Regions from separate parts of the Arachis hypogaea genome. Here region 2 is linked to region 1. A link is a contact called in public Hi-C data. All regions are on one chromosome and are shown on one strand. The core of a region is the stretch at or near the end of the contact, and the rest is flanking DNA. Distances in the headings are between cores, read along the strand shown.

The links. A called contact is a pair of places that touch in the nucleus more often than the background predicts.
Region 2: a Hi-C map of an unstated tissue shows a contact between it and region 1, with 2.3 times the contacts expected there. The contact joins the enhancer-like site here to the promoter of LOC140179161 in region 1. A contact is called at or near these places in 2 of 8 Hi-C or Micro-C datasets (leaf and an unstated tissue).

Annotation. Positions count from the first base shown.
Region 1 is chr15:23,688,364-23,692,073 of arahy.Tifrunner.gnm2.J5K5, forward strand. It overlaps LOC140179161, which reads right to left and starts at 1,518. Exons shown (of 10, transcript XM_072217815.1): 1 at 1,323-1,518; 2 at 539-1,002; 3 at 250-421; 4 at 83-150. The coding sequence starts at 1,518. It overlaps LOC112749986 (homeobox protein knotted-1-like 6), which reads right to left. Exons shown (of 5, transcript XM_025798455.3): 5 at 2,977-3,343. The coding sequence ends at 3,185.
Region 2 is chr15:24,045,617-24,049,769 of arahy.Tifrunner.gnm2.J5K5, forward strand. No RefSeq gene overlaps it. Among protein-coding and RNA genes, the nearest start is that of LOC112748121, 8.0 kb to the right of the region's middle. Within about 2 kb of position 1,480, at least 2 of the 3 cell types and tissues checked have open chromatin away from gene starts, as enhancers often do.

The sequences.
Region 1 (3,710 bases), core at 268-2,767:
TATTAGTGAGATATAGTTTGTCTGAAAATACCACAGTTCTACGAATATTTGAGGTTGCTTAAGAGCCATTTGGCAATTTTACCAAAATCGGCCTAATATGCCTAAAAGTTGTAAAAAAATGCAGTGAGTGTGACACATGATCAGTTGCTCCTGTGTCAAGCACCCAAGAATTTGAGAAAAAAGTGTTTACCAATAATAGATGTGTAATATGTGAGCTCATGCATAATATTTTAGCAACTAAAGTTGTACCTCCCTGTCCAGCGTTAGAGTTGCAGGTTTCTCTCATGCTCTCTCCATGGCAAGCTTGTGTACATTCCTGTCGAAGAAAGGCAACTAGTGCATCTCTCAAACTCTGATTGGACAATAGTGGATCATCTTTCTCTTTGTCCTGCTTCAAACCACCGCCACTGTCATTATTTACCTTAGTAGCAATGTGATTAGCTGCTGTCAAATTGTTCACTTCCCTTGGCTACTTTTGCCTCTGGAGGTGTTGCGAAAATCCATGCTTGTGATAGCATGTATCCACCTAGTGTCCTGCCTTGTGAGTTGTGACAGTATGAGTAGCTCTTAGGTGAATTTCTTCCACTTCGTCCACCTCTTCCATCCCACATTCCTTGTCTTCTCCCTCTAGGGACGCTATTATCATTGCAATTGTGAGTGGAATTGGCAAGAGTGCGAAGCTCCTAATCTCAGTATCCATCCCATGGATTTGTCTCTCTTGTTGAGTAAGCAAAGGGAACATTTCATTCACAGCGAAAAACGGCTTCATCAGCATGATCTGTGATCGGACGTCACTAAATTGCTCATTCAGTCCACACAAAAATCGAACCGCATAGTTTCTTTTTCGGTAACTCCTAACTACTTTAAGTCCACATTCACAATTCACATCACAGCTAACACACACTGGAACTGGTTTGAAACTCTCAATGTCTTCCCAAACTACCTTCATTTTTGTGTAATATTCTGCAATATTCAAGTTCCCCTGCTTCATAGCATATAATTCTTGTAATTCCACAATTCGAAACAAGTCTCCATGGTAATATCGATGCTCCAAATCTTGCCATAGATCTGCCGCACTCTTATGCAAGCTACGCTCTGAGCTATGTCACTGCTTAGTGACAAATTAATCCATGACACTACGTACGTGTTACACTTATCCCACGCCACAAATTCAGGATGGTTCTTAATTGGTTTAGCAAGTGTGCCGTAAATAAATCCGATTTTATTCTTCGATCTCAAAGCTCTTTTCATAGATCTAGACCAGGAGTTGTAATTATAGGTATTCAACACGACTGACACTATAGAAACTCCAGGATTCTCACCTGGATGGAGGTAGTAAACGCTCGACGGATCTGCCAAAGCACTTGCACTTGAACTGGCTCCATTTGAGTTCAAATCTAGAAACTTAGAGTCAGAAAGCTTCGATAGCAATCTCGCTAAGCTTCGAAGCTCCGCTGTGGTTAGATCTAAGTTTTGATCGCGATTCCCTTCTATGTCTGAAACAGAGACGTCTGCCATTAAAGCAGAATTACAATTCTAATATGCAACTGTTCTTCACCTCTCGTCAGATTCTAGATCTTCTATGCTCACCGCACTATGTGAAAACTGTGCTCAAGATCAGAATTGAGAAAGGAATATGTGATGGGAGTATAGAGAGTACAGGTGAGAAAATGCAATTCTCATTTTACAGAAAATTAGAAGAAAAAGTAACTATACAATAATTCTAGCTATATCTATATATATCTCTCACTAATAGCTAATTAACTTAGTTAGCAATGCTAAAAGACTATCTAACTGATGCTGAGTCAGCTTATCACTTCTACAAATAACACAAGTAACTATTAGTTACAACTTGTCAAAATAAAATATGCCAAAATAATAAAATTAACTAATTTACATCTTCATCAGCCTCTTTTAAATTGGAACTAATCACTCCATTTGAAGAGGAATCAGACAACGGCTCTTTTTTTTTTTTTTAAATTAAGAGAATTTCATACGTGAAAGATTTAATTGATCTAGAAACCAAGAATTGGAATGGGCCCTTACTGGAGTTTTAGGGCCGTATTTAGAGATGGAGAAAGGAATATATTTGCAGCTATGACAAAATAGATTCGCTGAAGCAATGGGCCTCACGATGACATTGATTCTAAACTTAGGTTTGCGCTTCAAGGAGCTTATTAGAGACTCGGACGCAATTGCTACTCAGAATTGAACTCTCATAATAGTAGCTAGGATGGGAAACAAATTACTCATAATTATATAATTATCTAAAATAATGGGCTATTTCTTTTGATGATGTTGTTTAATGTTTATTGAGAAGTCTCCTTGACTAATGCTAATGAGCTTCGAATATATATATATGTGTGTGTGTGTGTGTTAAGATCATTCTCATGTAATTAACTATCTTGAAAATACGTGAACTTACGCTACCCATATCTTTTTGTGAACGGAAAAATGACGGGATGAAAAAGGATTAGAAATGGCAATGCAACTTATACCGGCAGAGATAGAAGAGTACTTTTTGAAGAAAAAATTTTGATTTTAATTAAAAAATTTAAAATAAGACAAAATAAAATATTTTAAATACAAATAAAACAATTAAAAGTGTTAAAGACAAATTAAAACCTAACCTAAACATAGACTAAAATAATCCTTTACAGTTTTTTTGTTTTTTAACCGTTTAAAATCTGAGGCTGATAATATCACCAACTAGCACCCATAAGGCCAAAATGAAGCCACTAGAAGTTATTGAGTAACTTTGGGAGTAAAAAAGTTTGATTTGAATTAAGGATGTAAAATGCCTATGCAATGATGCAGCAACAGCAAGTGAAGTACGTATGATAATGAACCAAAATAAGCAAATAAGCATGCATTCATTCACAATGTAGACAACTACTTTTCGAATATTAGATCATCAATTTTTCTTTCCATGTATTTAAGTCAATACTATCTAACTTTCTATATTGACTCCTAACATTCCTCATAAATATATATTATATATAAGAGACGCAAATTATCATTAATATGATCACTTCCCATTCTCTTTCTGGGAGTAATTAAGCATTTTTACAGTCGGTAACCTGCTTTAATTTAATTTCGGAATTTACAAGAGAAAATTATAAGCAGTAATTAATTAATCAGGATATACAAATATTAGAGGGGCCGGGAATAATGTATACAATAATCATTCATCTGGAAGGAATCGGCCACCAAGATTTTCCATCATAGAAAATTGCATATTCTCAGATGGCTTCCAGTGACGCTTTCTTTGATTAATAAACCAATTGTTAATTTGCTTCTGATCTAGCCCTGTTGACTTAGCCAGTTCAATCTTGTCAGCTTCCTGGAAGCATGAACAATAGCTAATGTTTCAATGACTCATTTTGTTGTGTTTGTGTTTAGGTGACTATTTCTATTAACACTAATAAAGATGATATTGTAAACCGTTAGATGATTTAGCCAAAACATGTTTAGAAGCGATCTAAATTCATAACAACATTTTCAAGATGTGCTCCTTGAAGTAATCCTCTTGTGTAACGTTGGGCATTTCTCAACTCATGTAAGAAAGCTAAAAGCATGTGAGACACATGCTTTATATTTTTCTCTTGCTTAGCGTCTTACTTTTAGCTCTCTCCCGAGTGAGTTGTCAACATCTATGGGAAAGTAGAAATGACATTTTTTATTTTATTTTCATTTTCATTTTCGTTATT
Region 2 (4,153 bases), core at 230-2,729, 360 kb after region 1:
CTTTGTATAAATGATCCTCCAAAGCTTAGCTTCGAATTGCTGCAAAGGCCTGTTGCTGTCAAGTTTTGTAATTCTTTTCACCTAATTTGTCTTGAATTAGATTGAAAGGCCTTTGGTTATAGAGTTGAGGAAGAATCAAGTTGATGATTGAATTGTTAGAATTTGGATCAATGTTTGCTAAGATAGCAGAATCATTAGAAGGTAAAGCCATGGATTAGAAAAAAAACCTGGCTCTAGATACCATAAAAGAATTCTTGAGGTGTTGCTTAGTGTGCAAGAAAAGAAAAGAAAGAAAGAAAGAAAAGACAGAGAAACCAGAGAAGAAAACTAATGAGTAATACAGGAACTAGTGTATAAAAGTGTTGTACAAGTTCCCAGCAGCTAACTACTATATATGGCAGTCACAGGGAAGGAAACTATACAAGAAAAGTTAATTGACTAATAACTAACCACATAACAAATTAACTAAAACAGAATAACAGATTAACTACCCTTACACTTAGTTAATTTCACTTTTATCCTTGATAAATATAAATGCCTTATGCTAAGTGAAAAAAAATAAAAGAATTTGTCTTGTGACAAAAAAAAAAGCATGAATATACAAACTTCGAAGAGTGAGAACAACATAGATTTTGTCTATCTTCAAGTCACCAATGAATATTACTTTGAGGTACTTATTGATAACAAACCCCTTTTTCAAATTTCTGTTGAACATTTTCATCCTAATATCCAAACAGATAGAGATGATTGTTATGGATTTGATAGTAAATGATATGGATGCCCCAAATATATGTCATCAAAAGAGCAAACTGAAAGAGGTGTGTTTGCAAGGAATAAGCAATAACGATGAAGACATATTTGGTGTCACTTGTTTATACAAATTGTCTTCTTTTCTTTTTTGTATTTTTCTTTTCTATATACTATCTTCTCTACCACAACATTCAAGGACGAATCATTTTGAAAGAGGTGAAAAATGTCACGTACTTCAAAGGACTAATAAACACTTCAATAATTTGCAAGACAAGCCAATATGACTAGTATTGACTGTTGGTGAAAGTTTGGGATTTGTCACTTGAGGAAAAGTGCTTTCTAATTTTATTGTAATAAAAGTAAATCAATCCAAGTACAATTTAGTAATTTATCAATTTATATTTTAAACTATTAGAATATTTAACAAGTACATTAGATTTTATGTTAGTAGGGTTATGTTTTTTTCTTTAATTTAATACAGAGGGTATAAGTACTTCCTAAACTATTGTAGGCAGTGAAAATTAGGGAAATGAAAAAGATCTTTTTGGTTTTGTAATAAATGAAGTAAAGAAACTGGATAGTAAGTAGAGAAATTCCTTTCTATTTAATTTTAATTTATCTCTTTTATTTTTTATTGAAGGGAAACTGATGTGAATGATAGGAGAATGCAGTGTAGGAACTCGTTCTGAATATTGGGCCACTAACTAATCACTACAACCCAAATGAAATAGGTGCGTTTCTTTTTTAAAAATTATATTAAACACTTGAAATTTCTCAGTCCAGACAAGAAAAAAGTAATCTAAAACACTAAGTTCATTCTTCAGATCCCGAAAAAAAAATAGAGAAAAAAAAATAAATCAAAGCACCACTAGTTGTGGCTGGAGGTATTGTGTGAGTGGCAAATCAGTTTGGCTCATATTAAGTCACACTTAGGATCCATTTCCACTCCCAATAATAATTGGATTTAGTGTGTGTGAGTGAAGATGTGTGTGTGAGTGTGTATGTCCAAAAAAGAAAAAAAAAAGTTATTTAATATTAATAATTTATAATCTACAAATTTCAATGATTATGCATTATGATTTCATGTGAAAGAGGAAAAAAGATGGGCAAGTATAAGTAACAAATTATCTTAAATATTCTAAAAACATTAATTCGTTAAAAATAACAAATAAAAAATTTTATTGAAATAGCAAGAGTTAATATATTTAATTCTCTTGAAATTATAATTTATACTATTTGTGTAATAACAAATGGACACATAAAATATTACATATTTATGTGTGGATTTAGATTTTTTAAAGTTTGAATTTTATTTTAGAGAGTAAAGTGTGATCTTTTACCATTTATTTTATAGGTGGGATCAAGAGAAAATATGAGAGAAAAGTTATTCAAAGATGAGAGATTATACTTTACCTTCTAAAGTGAAAATTTAAAATTTAGAGGATCTAAATTCTTTTTGTATAATATGTGCTATTTTTTATATTTTTAATGTGCACAGTTTATTTTAATATATATTTTATATAAATAATTAATTTTTTTATGTGTATATATAACACATATAGTTGTAAAAACTAAACACACGATACTCTAAGTCTTAGTAGCAGAAACATTGAAAGTATTTTAATAAATCCAACGGGTGAATTGCAATCACATATCATATATATTGTTTTTTTTTTTTTATAAAATCTTGTATAGAAAAAAGACACTAACAAATATAGAAAAGGATAATTCATTATTACAAATGTATATCTATGGATGTTGGATGATCTAGTAGTATATCGAAATTTTAATCCAACATTTAATTTTATAAGATGCTTCTTTTGATAAAACATTTTCAACAGGTAAATCTCAAGTTGTTTTATCTGTACTACAACTATCTATAAACTTAATAAAAAGATAATTACAGCTAAATATCTAACAAGCTAATAAGCTAAATAAATAAATACTTGTCCATTTGTGCAATTAAAATATGCTGACAAACGATGTAATAGATAATCTAACAGTGCATATATTATTTTGGTAGAAATAATAAAAGTAATGTGATCAATGGTGGTTAAAGTATTAGCACTCTGTTATAATAGTGCTTGCTTGCTATTGTTATTATTGTAGATAAATTTAACATCTAAATGTTTGATACAAAAAGTAATTTATACTATGTTAAAACACTTTAAATTTATAACTTAGTTAATTAGAGTGTGGTGCTTATGAATTAAGATACATTTAATATTTTTATTAGTTATATGCCTTCATAATTTCATGATTATCGAACTTATGACTTTGATGATATTTTTATTATAGTTTGGTGTGAGAGTTATTTTGATGACAATTTTATTGAAACATAGATACCTTTCATGTATACAACAACTATGTGTACAATAATGTCTTTTTTTAATTAGTTGGCTTAACTTGTTTTTCATTTTTTTTTAATGATATATGTGTAAACTAGCCAAATCTTTCAAGAAGGTGAAACTAATATGAACTGTAGTTACGGTGTAATTTGGGGTTAATTAGAATGTGTTTCTTAATCAGCATGTTTTGTTCTTTGTTAAGAAACTAGCCTAAGCGGAACTTAGAGTGGTAGATGTAGATGTGCATGTCAACAGTATGTGTATGTTAAAATGAGAAGAAGAGGTCCAAAAATCTCATCTATTTATGGTTAAGTTACAGTTAAATGTCATGTGATGGTAGGTGGTAAGAAGAGTATGAAAAGAATGAGATTCTAAAACCAGTAAAATATTAAAAGTATTTAACTATTTATAGAAAAAAATTTAATATGCAGTAGTTATGTGAAAAAATCAAAAATGTTATTTATACACTAAAATTAACCACTAAAATCAGCTACTAATGTATTTGTGTATAAATACATGTGTAGTTTTATTTATTTTCAATGTGTATTTATATTCTAGCGTATATTTTAAGTTGGTGGCTGACTTTAGTAACTAATTTTGATGTACATGTAGCATAATTCGAAAAAAATATAGTATTAACATTGAAGTAAGTATTGTCATCAGATTAGTGACGAGAAATACGAATTAGCTATTGAGTTGAGAGATGATAACGGAGTGAGGGGGACTAAATAAATATTAAAATTTTGATTTTTAAATCTTGAAATGTTATATTTGAAATTTAGTTTTTAATAGTCAATCGCTTGTTGGTTGATTTTTTATTGACAAATATTGATTACTTTTTGTTTTCTCCGAAGAGTCCGCACCCAAAACTATAAGACAAGTGCTAGCAAAAGCAACCTGAAATCAATCAATATTTCGTAGAGAGAAATGTATAATAGAAACATGTCTCCAAGAGCAAACGTAGTACAAAATATGACTTGATCTGTGAGGGAAGAACATATTCTGTCTTGACAAGATGTTTGGTGAGATTAGAATTAAATAAGATTGTACTGATC